Linked DNA regions of Mus musculus: all the other regions are linked to region 4. Evidence: chromatin contacts called from public HiChIP or PLAC-seq data. All regions are on one chromosome and are shown on one strand. The core of a region is the stretch at or near the end of the contact, and the rest is flanking DNA. Distances in the headings are between cores, read along the strand shown.

Region 1 (3,431 bases), core at 311-2,810, 830 kb before region 4:
AGGCTAGCTTTGAACTTGCAGTGCTGGGGAGATCATGACAGCTGGACATTTGCAGCTTGCTGGTTAGTGAATGCGAGTGAGCTCCAGGTTCAGTAAGGCCCTGTCTTTAAAAACAAAAAAAATAAGGTAGAGGGCGAAGGAGGGGGCTAGCAGGTAAAGAGCTCAGACCCCCAATTATGCACATAAATCCTGGGCAGATAGTGAGCAGGCTATAATCCCAGAGGTGCAGAGAGGAAGTGCACTGATCAGGGAAGACACCTGATGCTCAGGGCACCCTCACATACAAACACTGACAGCACATCTGCATCTCACACACACACATACATACACACACACACACACACACACCAGTGTTTGGGTGTCCATGCATATTCATGAACAAAAACACTATACTAGTAATAACTAGACAATGCTAACTGGGCCCCTTGTTTTCCTTTCTACAGATTTAACTGTTCTGTGACTTGTTTGGCTGGTGACACTCAAGTTTGTATTTACACAGCAAGTTCTTTCCTGGTTTTCAATCTAGAACACTCCTCCTGCTCCCTGGGGCGGTCCTCCTCTAATGAGTCTCACCCTGACATCCCAGCCTCACGTGCACTTTTCTCTTACAGCCCATTTCTTCCAGTCCTGTGGATTCTGCTGACTAAATGCAGCGCTTTGAATTCCCTCATGTCTGCCTCTACTGCCAACCCACTCCTCTTCCTGGGCACTTTCAGAGTAGTAAAGGCATCTTAAGTGACTAAAACACACCAGCCTCTCTCTCTTACTTTCAGATCTTGGATGATGACGCTTTCCTGCTTTCCTCGCTTTCCTGCTTTCCTCGTGGCTTAAAGGTTCTCCCACTGAGCTACATCCCCAGCCTCTGTACCCCCAACTCTTGATTCTGTTTTGGAAGCCATCGCCGGATTTCTCTGTCCAGGTTCGTACCTCTATCATAAAAATAGCATTTGCCTTGATACTTCATTGAAGGTTAAATAAGTAAGTGGTGAATGAATCACGAAAAACTTTAAAACGCCCACACAGAAATCCCGTTGGACTTTAATCCCCTGGGCGAGGCGAGTGCGGGCTCAGGGCCTCGGGCTACAACACAGTCGCTTGTCCTGTCTTGTCCCCGTGATGGGCCCCGTCCGCTCCCCATCCCTAGACAAAGTTTGTTCCTGATCTCTCCCAGTTTTTGATGGTGGCTTGTTTATTTTCCCTAGAACTCTGGCTCTAGCCTCGCTAACAGTGTCCGAGCTGGGAACCGGCGATCTGGAAATCTAGGTTCAGCACGCCCAGCACAAGCCCCTCACTGGACACAAGTTTCCCGGTGCTCGCCGCGTTCCCAGCCACCGCGTCATCTGCCCGCTCGCCGCGTTCTAATCGCTCTCAGACCCCTCCCTCACCGCTCTCCTCCCAAGGAAACTTGACCCTCGCCAGCCGCCGTCGCGAAGCCCCGACTTACTCGCTCGTTGTCCAGCTGCTCGCCAAGCTCAAACTCCGCACGCCGTTACCCGGGCTCGGGGGGCGGGGCTTCGGTACGACCCAGTGCGCCTGCGCAGACCGCCCCGCAAGGCTAAAGAGGAGGGGTGGGGAAGGAGCCCTGTGTTTATGGAACTGGACGGCGGCCGGGAAGGGGCATTACATGAGCAGTGACCTGGGCTTTAAGGAATACGTCGGTACTCTAGGGAGAGCCTTGGTTGTGGCTACAACGGCGGGATGCTACCTGTTAGCTTAGTTCCCAGAGAGTTAGAGCTAGTGGCACGCTGTGAGATGGGGACACTCAAAGGCAGAAGAGAGCGTCGCATCCTCTGGGAACCCAGAGCAAAAGTTCTCTTAGCCACCCCTGTCTTCAGCCCCCATGGGGCTGTTTGTAAATATGCAAGTTCATTATCCTCTTCCCTCTATACAGACCCCTCATCCTCTGGCAACCTACAGTAATTTAACTTTGTTTTCCCTAGACTGTGAGAGGTTGATTCAAAATCTGAGTTATCTTGTATTAGTCAGGGTTCTCTAGTCACAGAACTTATGGGTAGTCTCTATATAGTGAGGGAATTTGTAGATGACTTACAGTCTGTAGTCCAACTCCCCAACAATGGTCAACAGCAGCTGTGAATGTCAGTCCAAGGATCTAGCTCAGTCCCACAAGGCAAGCAGGGCAAAGAAGAGCTAATCTTCCTTCTTCCAATGTCCTTATGTAGGTCTCCATCAGAAGGTGTGGCTCAGATTAAAAGTGTGTGCCTGGATCTGGGACTTGCTTTGTCCCAGATGACCTTAAACTCAGAGGTCTCCCTGTCTTAATCTTCTGGAATTCATAGTCACTAGGCCTCAAGATCTCCATGCCAAGATCCAGGTCAGAAACTTGTATCTCCCAGTCTCCAGATTAGGATCACAGGTGAACCTTCCAATTCTGGATTGTAGTTCATTCCAGATATAGTCAAGTTGACAATCAGGAATAGCCACTATATATACCTGATTTTAAAAAAAGATGTTCCTTTCTGATAAAAATTTTCCTGAAATGAATGTATCTGATCAAACCCTAGGGAATTATGCCTAAGATAGCAAACTCCTAATTGGTTTGGTGTAAATAAAAGGTGGGCTCTAGAGTGTGGGGCAGGCTGTTAAGAGCTGGCCTCAGGAAGAAACCTTGAGGCTGGAGATTTAGCAGAGACAAGACGCCATTCTATATATTAGGTACAGACAGACATGATCCAGAGTTAGCTGTAAGTTGGTGAGGCTCCAAGCCATCGCTGTGAAGGGAAAAAAGGGGAGGGGGAATGTCAAATTGAAGAGAGATTTATGAAGGAGAATTTCTACTGACTGTAAATCAGTGGCCTAACCCAGGGACCAAAATCCTTCCAACTCTTTAGATAAAGCAGGTGCCTCTCTCCAGTCTAGGAAGGACAGCCCTCCAGATGTCTCGTATGAATGGGACAGAGTTGGCAGGGAGGTGATCTGGCTGTTGCCAGAATAATGTTTGTGGTCTGATACCTTTTTCTTATTGCTTCTATAATGACCAGGTAGGAAGCAGCTGCCCCGACTGACAGACAAAAGTCACTGTATTAACCAGAGGTAAAGGTAGCTATTTCTGGTACTAAATGAATTACAGTACGCAGGGAGTAAGTGCTGGCTTGTACCTTTAATTCCAGCCTTTGGAAGGCAGAGGCAGGAGGATCTCAGTGAGTTCTAGACCAGCCTGGTTTACATAACCAGTTCCAGGCCAGCCAGAGTTAGTTAGATCTTATCTCAAAACCAAAACAAACAAAAATGAAATTATAATAAAAACAAAAGCACCAAGGCCCAGGACTCTCTATACAGCTTCCTTTCTTCTAAGATGGATCAGCAATGGTCTATCTGGTGATTATGGGTGACATTTGGGGAGGACCCAGATGTTAATGGCCCTTTGGCTGGGTCTCCTCACATTGTGGGAGGTGAAGTGGCTTCATTTCTGT
Region 2 (3,609 bases), core at 521-3,020, 590 kb after region 4:
GATCCCTCCTGGTGGTCGGCACCACAACTTTCCCCCTCTCCAGGGTTCGAGCCAAGGTGGTTTTTTTCCTCTGAAACGCCTTGCGTCATCATTTCCTGGTAGGCAGAGGATTGAGGCAATGCTTCCAAAGGCTTGAGACTTGGCTGCAATGGACGATCCTGAGTCTCGGACATCGTGGGTTCCTGGTCTAGCATTTGTTATAGAAAAGTCAAAATATAAAATCAAAGCTACCTCAGATACAAACCTCAGTAAGTATCCAAGCCAAGGGTGACAACAGAAAATGCACACGCCCACTTTTTAACTGCAGCAACTTTAATATATAAGATGGTATACAGTTGAAGGACCAGCTTCCTAGGAGCCTAGGCAGAAGGGAAGGAGGACGGAGGGAAACCTATTTCCCTGGTGATGGAAACCTAGAGAAGGCCTTTTTGTAAACCCACACACGTGTGATTCCAAAGGCACCAGGAGCCAAGGAGGATTCTGGGATAGTTCAGGAGCCTGATTCCCAAAGCAAGAGGCATTGAATTTCACTGTAAAACTCACCTTCTGATCTGGTCACTGACGTCATCCTGGATGAAGGAGGAAAACAGGAAAATGAGGAGATCCGTTCGAGCTCCAGTCTCACAGGGGCCTCACTATCCCATAATAGGTCTCATGCTTCAGGTGCCCTCACTTGCCTCCTCCGAGATTCTCAGCAGCAAGATTACTATCACTGACTGCTGTCTTCAAGAACTCGGTCTACAGAACCTATCTTAGCTCCTCACTTTGTGAGGCACTAGCCCCCAGTTCCGTGGAAGGTCTTAGGATCTTTGTTTTCCAAACGAGAAAACAAACAAACAAACCCCGCATCACTTCTTACTCTCTCCAGATTTTGCCATGGCTGGAAATCCTACTTTTTAATCTCTGCCCACATCTGTCCTTCTACCCATAAAACAGAGTCATCCTCCTCCCTAACTCTGCTTAAATACGCAGTCACTTCTCTTTGGCAGATTTGGAGGCCACACATCTTTCCTCTATAGAACTGGTTGGAGATCGCACCACATCCCCATTTCCAGCACCTGTCACAGAAAACAGACAGAGAGGCAAGGTCGAGTATCCATCCCGCCACCTTGCATCTAAGTCTCCCTCCCAAAAGACCGCTGAATGTGGAGGACGCTTGGTAAAAGCGAATGGAGGCTGAGGGACCATACTGAAAGGACAAAGACTCTAAAGATCTAAATCACCACAATCCTCGTGGGTGATCACACAGACTCCAGCTTGGATAACAGACATTGAAGCGCTTCTGAGGCTGTACACGTGACAGCCTTCTGACGTCATTATCCCAATCAACAACAGGTCCCACAACTCTGAGTAAGGGACTCTTTCGGGAGACCCAGGTTCCCGGGGCACAGCAGTGTAACCCCGGCTGCCACCCCAGCCCTCCGACCTGTCCCAGGCCACTATCTGGAGTCAAGGACGCCAGCAGTGCCCGGGAGCGAGGAGTGGCCTTCTTTCAGGCGTCCTGTCAGGAGAAAGTCTCTGAGCCCCCGGGGCCCTGCGGCTGGGAGCGGCCGGTGGGCCGGGCAGAGGCGGGTCAGGGGAGAACCACATCCGGGTCCCGAACCCCAGCGTGACGCCGGTCTAGCCCAGCTCCCCTCCCCGCGTTCCTGAACCAGTAAGCCCAAGGTCACCTCTGCAAACTCGGCGTCGCCGCAGAAGGTCCTCTCCCGCGTCAGTCCGGTTCGGGGTTCCCCGCTGCCTCCGCTACTTACGAAACTCCCGCCGAACAACTGCGCGTGCGCAGCCTCCGCCTTCCGCGCTGGCTCGCGCAACCCGTGCCTCCGGCGGAGCGCCTGCGTACTCCGGGATTTAACGTTCTGGCCCAAGCGCACCTTGTCCTACCGTTTTCACCCAGCTACAGATCAAGCACATCTGCAGCTACGTCCAGGCCTGGGGATTGACCTCTCCAAAACACCAGTTTGCTGACTTTTCCCGCCGTACATCCTACCTATGGGTGTGGTGCTGTTCCAGGCCATGGCTTCCCCTCTATCTCTTTGATTCCAAAAGTCTGGACAGTGACTTTCTCCAGGGAGAACTGGAGCTCTGAGCTCAGTCTGTACCCTGCCTATCTTCCTGCTCCATGGGCCCCTCCCATGGGCCCTTAAGTACCTAGCAAAGTTCAAGCACACCCCCTGCCAGCGTTAACAGCCAACCCTACTGCCACAACCCCGTGCCAATTCTTGCCTCTGTTCCTTTGTTCGAGCATGCTTTTTGCCTGGAAAGCCTTTCCTTTCTCCTTCCACCCTTCTATGTTGACGCTAGATGTTCAGTGCTCATGTCTGTTCCACTGTCCCGTGCCTGGGAGGGTCTTCTTCAGGACAAGGTATAGAGGCATCAGAATGCCCCCCATGCATCAATGAAGTGAATCCTTTCAGATCTGAACCTTGTGAACTGAGAGTAGTACGAAAGATTCCAAAGGTCCAGTTGTGGTGGTGCATGCCTTTAATCCCAGTACTGGGAAGACAGAGGCAGGAGGATCTCTGTGTCTTTGAGGCCAGCCTAGTACCCGGGCCAGCCAAGGATACATAGTGAGACCCTGTCTCAAACAAACAAACAAAAAACAAACAAAAAAAACAAAGAAGCAAAAGATGGGTCTGGCAGTGGTGGTGCACTCCTTTAATCCCAGCACTTGGGAGGCAGAGGCAGGTGGATTTCTGAGTTCGAGGCCAACCTGGTCTACAGAGTGAGTTCCAGGATAGCCAGGGCTATACAGAGAAACCCTGTCTCAAAAAACCAAAAAAAAAAAAAAAAAAAAAAAAAAAAGCAGAAGATGGCTAGCTGAACCATAATTTTGATAATTTTGACCATTTTGAAGTAATTGTGGTCCCTTGGAAGTTTTTTGGTAAGAGGTAGAAATGTGTATTCCAGAAGTTTCTACTCTGCCATTCTGGTCTAATAGTTTCAACAGCTATCTGGAAGAGGTGTGTTCTTATTCCTGAATATCACTTCCTGGAGCACCTCATGTGTTGATGTCCCCAAAACAGAACTTAATATTCCCGGCCAGAGCTGGCCATGTTGGGACACACTGAGATCACTGCCTCGTGGAATCCAGTCCCAGTAAACATCCTTGCTCGGAAGTCTTCCGTGGCTCCCTTCTGTTAATAAGATGCATACAGATTCTTGCCCTGTTCCACATCAAAGTTTCATTTCTTAACTTCATTTCCCCACCCCCTTTCTGGTTACTTTAAAGCAGGTTCTCATGTACCCCAGGCTGGCCTCAGTATATAGCCAAAGATGACACTGTAACTTCTGACCCTCCTGTCTTTCCCTCCCAAGTATTGCCACCATGCCTGGTTTTGCCTCTTTCTCCCAGGCTTTCTCTCTCTGAGCCTCTCCTCTGTTTCCTGCCTACAATCCACTACCATCCCCTTTGTCTGCTCAACATTCCAACCCTGGGTGTGCTCCCCTGGGGCTCCCAACTTCCATAATTGATGCTAAACATCTTATTTTCCAGGCCCATTTATTATATCCTCCATGGCTGGCACAGGTCTGGCTGTTGTTAGCCATCCCTCTCCTCCCCCAAACCCTCAAGGAGATCTATAAAAGTTAAGCATTGGGTCTTAGGCTGTC
Region 3 (3,439 bases), core at 717-3,216, 660 kb after region 4:
GCTCCTGGCCAGGGCACTCTGGGTGTTGTGCCAGGCCATCAACTGTCAAGTGCAGACAATACTGTAGCCTCTTCCAGCAGCGGCAGTGCAGCCCGTGAAGATCCCAGCTTCCCACACCAAGGTCAAGAAGCCAGGGCAGGACTGTCCCCATAGCTGCCACCATGTCAAAGAAGAGGCAGCCAGAGCATGGGCTGCACCTAGGTGCCCAGTCACCGACGATTGCTTCTCCCAGACAGCTCTCCAGGCCCACACACAGAGGGAATACCCCTAACCAGCAGGACAGTTTCCCTCTTCCCACAGGGAGCACGGGCCAAGTCTGCCCAAACCTCTCTCAGAGGGGACAGAAGACAATATCCTGGGATTGAGGAAGTGGCCTCTGAACCAGTTCTCCCACGACATCATCCTCCCAGGCTGTGGGACCGTTAGACTGGGCGGAAGTGGACTCGAGCCAAGGGGATGTTCCCAGATGTCACGCTTTCAAACTGGATCCGCCCCAAAAGGCAGGCGAGGACAGGCCTGCCGGGGAAGCCCTGGGTAAGGACTTAGGATGGTGTTCTGCCTCTCCTTGCCAGGGGATAGCACGGTTTCCCTGGCAGCCTAACACACGGACATTGGTTCCAGAACAGAGAGCCGAGAAAGCCTGCTGATCTGGGACCGGGGTCCTGGGCAGGTTAGAGGGGGGGAAGGTCAGCCTTGGCTGACTATCCCCACTCACCCATCAGAACGTGTCCTCTAAAACAGTTTTACCGCGGGTGGGAAAGTGCACATTGGGGTCCTTTACTCGGTGTCTTATCCATAATCCTCCTCACCGGAAAAGTGGGAAGAGAAGGTGGGGCACTCTCCCTGCTTGGTCAGCGCCCTGGACTCTTGAGCCCGGATGACCAGTCCTCTCCCGCCCCTGCGCCTCCCCCATCCCCCCCAGGTCCCCACCTTGAGATAGTCGTTCTCGGAACGCAGCTCTTCCAGCTCCCGCACCAAGCCTCCGGGCCCACAGTCCAGCATCTCCTCGGTGAGGTCGGAGAAGGCTAGCGAGGCGCTGAGTGGCAAGCGGCTGCTGCCCACCGACGATGCGGCCACCGACGGCTCATCCGGGGAGGCGGGAGGCCGCGGAGGCTGCTGCCCCGACTGCGCTGGCTGGGGCGGCTGCCCGGTGCGGGTCCCCGCCGGGCCGCCCGCCGCAGACTCGGCGTCGCTGCTCAGCGCCAGCTCCAGGCCCAACTGGCGCGCCTCCTCCGACGCGCAGTCCGACACCTCGGAGCTACTGTCCGTGAGGCTGGGCGGCGGCGGCGGCGGGCGGGGCCCGGTACCGGGACGAGGGCGACCCTTGGCGCGGACCCCCGTGCGCACCCCGGCCACCCGAGGCCCCGTGCCTCGGGTACCAGGAGCCACCGCGCGCCCCTTCTTGTCGGGCCTCGCCGAGGACGCGGTGCCACAGGCTGTAGCGGAGCCCGGGCCTGTGCCGCGGCGGCCTTTGGCCAGAGACCAGCCGGCCACGTCCTTGGGCCGGGCTGGTGATGGCGCGCGGTGGCTTTTCTTCCTCTCCGCGGCGGGCGCGGGCGCAGGCGGGGGGCCGTAGCCCCGCGCCGATGACTCTCCCGCTGGCGTCTCCATCGCGGCCTCCCCGGGTCTCAGCGAGCGGCGCGCATGGCCCGGGAGTGGCCGGCTTGGGTGTCCCTGCGGCGGGTCTCGGATGCGCTCCCGCCGCTCAGGCCGCGACTGCGCTCCGGTCTCCTGCGTCCGGGGGCTGCGCTCGGGCCCTGCCCCGCGCCGCGCGGCCTCTCCGCCACTCGGTGCTCTCAGCGCGCGGCCCGATCTCCTCCAGGCGCCGCGACTCCGACTCCGGCTCCGCCCGGTGCCCGCCCCCTCCGCCTCGCCGCGCCCCCGGAGTGCGCCCGGACCCCGACTGCAGCCTGCTCGGCGATCGCCGCCTCGGACTCCCAGTCCGGCTGAGGCCAGGGCCCCGGCTCCGCCCGGCGCGGCCCGCCCCCCACGCAGCCCCGCCAGCTCCCCGCCCCGCCGCCTCGGCTCGGGGGCGCGCGGCTCGGCGAACAAAAGGCGGACGCGGCGGGAGCAGCGGGGAGGGACGCGAGCGGGGAGCGAGGGAGGGATCCGCGAGGCAACAGCGACCCCCTCGAGGGTCAGGCGGGCCCGGGCAGCCGCGGCCTCGGCTCGCTCCCGCCGCTCCGGGCCGCCGGCCGCTCCTCTGCGGGCTGGGGGATCACACCCGGCCGAGGAGCCTGGAAGCCCGGCGTCGCCGTAGGGGCCTCGTGGACGACAGGAGAGACTATTCCCTGGCAGAGGCCCCGCGGACCTCAAAGGGCCGGAGCCAGCATCCATGCACACCCAGCACCGCGCCGCGCGCCCCTTGTGGGTGCTGAGCCTGCGCGAACTCCGCCCCCTTTAACTGGGCATGACAAACGACCCCATCCTATAGAACCTTAAACTGAACACGACCTGGCACGCGGTCGGTTCTTGGTCTGAGAAGGAAGCAGGATGGATCCTACAGAGTATGCTGGACTCCTTTTGCCTCGTCTATCTGTCCGCTGCCATTGGAACCGTGGCGTTCCGCGTGCATCTTGGATCTTGCACACCCTAGTTGCCTATGAACCCGGGCATAGTCTTGTCTCCCCGACCCCAATTTCATGGTCTTTGCGATTAACTTCAGGCTGTGCCTTGAGGATGCCAGACCGTTAGGTGCTTAGGGGGCAGGTTCTAGGCCGGTTAGGGGCTGGCATGGGACTGTGACCCTGAATACCAACAGGGTCAGATTGACTCCACCACAGACTCCAAGGCCCCAGTATTGGTGGGCATGGTTTCTTTCCTCTTGAGCTATTCAGGCTATCAGAGTTAATTTCTCAGAATCCCTTACACCTTCCTCACCTCTGCCCTCTCCACACTGTGCCTAAACCATAGTAAGTTCTTTGGCCCTGGGAAGGCACTCATCAGCATGGTAGCTGCCCAGTCTCTTGCCACCCAGAAGGTAGCTCGTACACACACACACACACACACACACACACACACACACTATGCAGCCTCTTTTTCTTCCTTTAGACCCTTCTCGGTCTTTCTCTCCCCTTCTCTTTTCCCCCTTCTTTTCCATGGGTTCCTCGTCCTCCTCTTCTTCCCTCATCTTTACTTTGGCTCCTCCCCTTTCTCCTAACCTGACCTACATCATGGCCAACTAGTTCAAGGTCTACTCCTTTTTCTTTTATTGACCCACCATCCACCTCGAAGTACAAGCAGGTCTGCCTAGCACCTGGGAACCCTGAGGACCCTGGGGAGTCCTCCTACACCCAAGCCGCGGAGTCCAGTCCTAGCCTGCTCTAATGGGTCCATTACAAGTTCATTATCGTGATTGTCCCTGCTCTTAAGGGGCTCATTGAAGTGATACAGAGAGAATGTGCAGTTCTTGAAACTTGTTGCTTCCTATAGAACATGG
Region 4 (3,218 bases), core at 441-2,940:
AATTAGGTCTCCGAATCAGGGTCTGTGCTTGGTATCAGGAAACTACATGGAGACAGAAAACACCCATAAACAGAATCCTGTCATGGTGGGTGCTGACTGGAGTAGGTCAATTACTGCCACCTCACATTCAGGGCTGGCCTGATGGCTAAATATGGGAGTTCAAAATCAACGTCCAGGATCCTGCCTCTGCCCCTTTCCAAGCTCCTTAGTGACTTTGTGCTCACGGCTACCGTCTGTTGCAACTGTACAGATGAAATGAGACATGGAAGTATTTCTTCCATGCAGTGGAGCGGCTGAGTGAGCACTGCTGAGTCCTGTCTTAGGTAGGGCCTTGGTTTCCTTAGTTTTGTCCTCTCAGTTTATCAATGTCCCTGGAGGTCCAAACCAGGCCTCCCCTTCTGGATTTATCTATTCAGCTGTTTGATTCCAATCTGCTCTTAGCATCCTGTAGCAGAGTGGTGGGGGTGGGGAGGAGGAGATGGGACCGCAGTGAAGAACCAGAATTACTGGCCTAGCCTTTGATTCTGTGCTACCTGGGGCAGACTCAGGTGGATCCCAGCTACCACTTAAGATAAGGTAAGGTCACAAGAGGTGAAGGTGTTTACATTTTGGAGTCATTTGCCTAGGTTGTTACCCATGCAGAGGCCTCTAATAAAACCCGGTAAGTTCTTACATTTACTTCTTCCTTTTCTTCCCTTCAAAGTCTAACAAAGGAGGCTTGGTATTCCTGGCCTTCTGAGGTCTGGCCCTTGCTCTGGGAACCCAAGCTCAGTTTCTTCAGCTAACCCCATAGACGCCCTACCTTCTATGGATACTATTCTAGGTTCACTGTTTTCGTTACTTTGTCCTTTTCCTATGCTTAGCTTTACGTGTGTGTTCAAAGCAGTACCTTCCGGCAGGAGCCTGTAAGGTCCAGGGCGGATATAATCATAATTCAGAGAAACGCTTGACTTTGGGCATGCTTGGGCCTGTGGGTCCCCAGGGTCTTGGGACCAGGGGCTCGGCCCTTGCTTCCAAAGAGTGCCAAAGGACTGCCACCTCAGACTGGTTGGAAAGAGCTGCGTGGTCCTCCACAGCTCCGCAGCTTAGGCCGCCCGAACAATAGGAGGGAGGCTGAAGGGTAGTGGGCGTCGGCCAGGTCCCTGCTGGAGGGAGTGGAGGCCAGTGGTGCTGCTGGTCCCCCAGGTTAGCCCAGGCTACCGGCCTGAACGCCAAGCTCTCAGTCAAAGGCGAGGTGAAGCAGACTTGGTGCCGGTGGCGACTCTCTAGGAGGTGGAGTAAGGCCGAGCCCACGGGGCTGGGACCTGGAGGGAGAGGAGGCTCCGTGGAGAGTCTCGTCTTCGTGGTCCCGCTGCTCGCCTCGGCCTCTGAGCTCTGCCTAGGCTCTGGTGGGCGTCTGTCCCACGTGGGGGAAGCCAGCGGCGCGGGCTCGCGGGGCGCACACCCCTCCGAGTTCCCCTCCCTGGGATCGGACGCGCCTGCTCCTGGGCAGCTCGGCTCTTGGGGCCAGTGGGTCGCGCTCGCTACTCGCACACCCTTCGGACGCTGCCTGGCCCGGATCGCCGCCGCCTCCTCCCAGGGAGCTGGCGGGGCGGGGCAGAGGGGGAGAGGGGGTGTGCGGAGCGGGCGGGGAGGGGGCTGAGCGCCGTGGGAGGGAGCGAACGAGCGAGCGAGCGAGAGAGCGAGCGGGGCATTTCTGCGCAGCTCCGGAGCGTCTTGGAGCCTGCCTGGGCGGCCACTGGACGAAGGGACTCAGAGACAGACAGACAGACGGCTCCCGGAAGCCGCGCCGCCGCCGCCAGGTTAGCAGGGCGCGGAGACCGAGCAGGCTGTTGCTACGTCCCGAGCTCGCGTGCTGGAGGACGTGCGTGGCCGAAGCTACGATTCGTGTCTTTGCGGGTACGTGTCGGGGTCCACATCTCCGGGTGTGCGTTTAATGTGAACGCGCGTGTGTCTGTGGGTCGGTGCAAGTGGTGTGTACGTGCGTGTGCATCTGAGTAAGGGGCTGGGTGGTGTACTAATCTGGTAAGGGTCTGTGTGCCCTGGTTTGCTTATCCGGAGATGTGCCTAGAGAGGGTGTGTCCCAATGTGTAACAGTGTGTACATCTGGATGAGGCAGTGTGCCTATGCTGATGATGGCTTCGCTTGTGGCTGAAGCCTATGGCGGGTGTATGTGAGTGTTCGTGTGTGTGTGTTTCGCTGTGTGCACGCCAGTGTGACTCCCCGTGTGTGTGCGCGTGTGAGGGCGGGTGTGCACCCGCGTAGCCCCTGTGTGCGTGTGCTCGGCTTTGTCTCCGCACTGCCGGGAGGAAGGGGGTGGGGGCGGCAGCCGAGGCGCTGGCGTCGCCCGGAGCCCGGCACTGGCCGAGGAAGTGGGTAGCAGCAGCGGCGGGGGCGTCTTAGCTGAGTGGAGACTCCCTGCTGGCAGGTGGGCAGCCACACCCGGGGTACGGGAGAGCCCTACTGCCAGTGGAGCCTGGCTCCCAGCTGAGCTGAAGCAGAGGGCGTGGCCTGCTCAAATCCCGGGTGTGTGTTTGTGAGGGGTGGGGTGGGGGATTAGGTGTGAAGAGGGTGTGTCTGTGCGCAGGCATGGGTGTGGGTAGAAGCAACAGAGGCCCCTCAGCGGGGTTCTGTGATATGTTTCCTTGCTGTGTAACGACCATCACCCTGGCCAGCTACAGCCCAGCCTGGTTAGGTACCCTCCACCCTCACCCTGGACACTGTTCGGAAGGGCAGCAGCCTAGGTACCCTACAAAGACTAGTAAAACTGATCACTATCTTAAATGGCCAGCGCCCCACTCCAAGGAATCCCCTCTCAGAAGGTCTTCATACTTTGAGAGAGATGTGTTTCTGTATCTCTTCCCCCATGTTTTGGGCACTGCATGCATGTCTAGTCTGGGTGAGTGTGTGCATTCTCCCTGTATATTTCTTGTGCATTTAGGTGCATTTGTACATTTTACTGATGAAGAATAAACAAAATATCTCTGGATGTATATGTGCATTTGTTTTGATAAGTTCTGGTATATCTGGTTTGTTTTTTTTTTTTATGAGTGTGTAAGCTGTTTGTGTATTGGCGAGCCAGGATGGGGACAGTAAGAGAAGTGCCATTTTGCTGCTAACTGGAACAGAATAGAAAGCCCCCTATATTTGAAAAACAAGATTACAGGGAAGTTTGCGGATTTAGTCACTGTCTGCCGGGTTCAGATACTGGTACTGAA

What was found. HiChIP or PLAC-seq counts read pairs in DNA pulled down with a chosen protein or histone mark.
Region 1: a contact with region 4 is called in a FOXA1 HiChIP or PLAC-seq map of pancreatic cancer cells. The contact joins the promoter of Gss here to the promoter of Epb41l1 in region 4. A contact is called at or near these places in 2 of 39 promoter capture datasets (liver and pre-B cells) and 2 of 115 datasets of contacts at active chromatin or transcription factors (embryonic stem cells and pancreatic cancer cells).
Region 2: a contact with region 4 is called in a FOXA1 HiChIP or PLAC-seq map of pancreatic cancer cells. The contact joins the promoter of Dsn1 here to the promoter of Epb41l1 in region 4. A contact is called at or near these places in 1 of 484 Hi-C or Micro-C datasets (embryonic stem cells) and 1 of 115 datasets of contacts at active chromatin or transcription factors (pancreatic cancer cells).
Region 3: an H3K4me3 HiChIP or PLAC-seq map of fetal liver shows a contact between it and region 4, with 4 times the contacts expected there. The contact joins the promoter of Soga1 here to the promoter of Epb41l1 in region 4. A contact is called at or near these places in 1 of 39 promoter capture datasets (hematopoietic stem and progenitor cells) and 1 of 115 datasets of contacts at active chromatin or transcription factors (fetal liver).

Annotation. Positions count from the first base shown.
Region 1 is chr2:155,591,250-155,594,680 of GRCm38.p6, forward strand. It overlaps Gss (glutathione synthetase), which reads right to left and starts at 1,561. Exons shown (of 13, transcript NM_008180.2): 1 at 1,445-1,561. Gssos2 (a long non-coding RNA gene) reads left to right here. Exons shown (of 5, transcript XR_001783522.2): 4 at 774-919; 5 at 1,203-3,277.
Region 2 is chr2:157,005,305-157,008,913 of GRCm38.p6, forward strand. It overlaps Dsn1 (DSN1 homolog, MIS12 kinetochore complex component), which reads right to left and starts at 1,771. Exons shown (of 11, transcript NM_025853.3): 1 at 1,671-1,771; 2 at 544-569; 3 at 1-187. The coding sequence starts at 568.
Region 3 is chr2:157,077,299-157,080,737 of GRCm38.p6, forward strand. It overlaps Soga1 (suppressor of glucose, autophagy associated 1), which reads right to left and starts at 1,967. Exons shown (of 15, transcript NM_001164663.1): 1 at 931-1,967. The coding sequence starts at 1,611. It also overlaps a transcript of Tldc2 not described here.
Region 4 is chr2:156,419,401-156,422,618 of GRCm38.p6, forward strand. Epb41l1 (erythrocyte membrane protein band 4.1 like 1) reads left to right here and starts at 1,691. Exons shown (of 25, transcript NM_001368800.1): 1 at 1,691-1,899.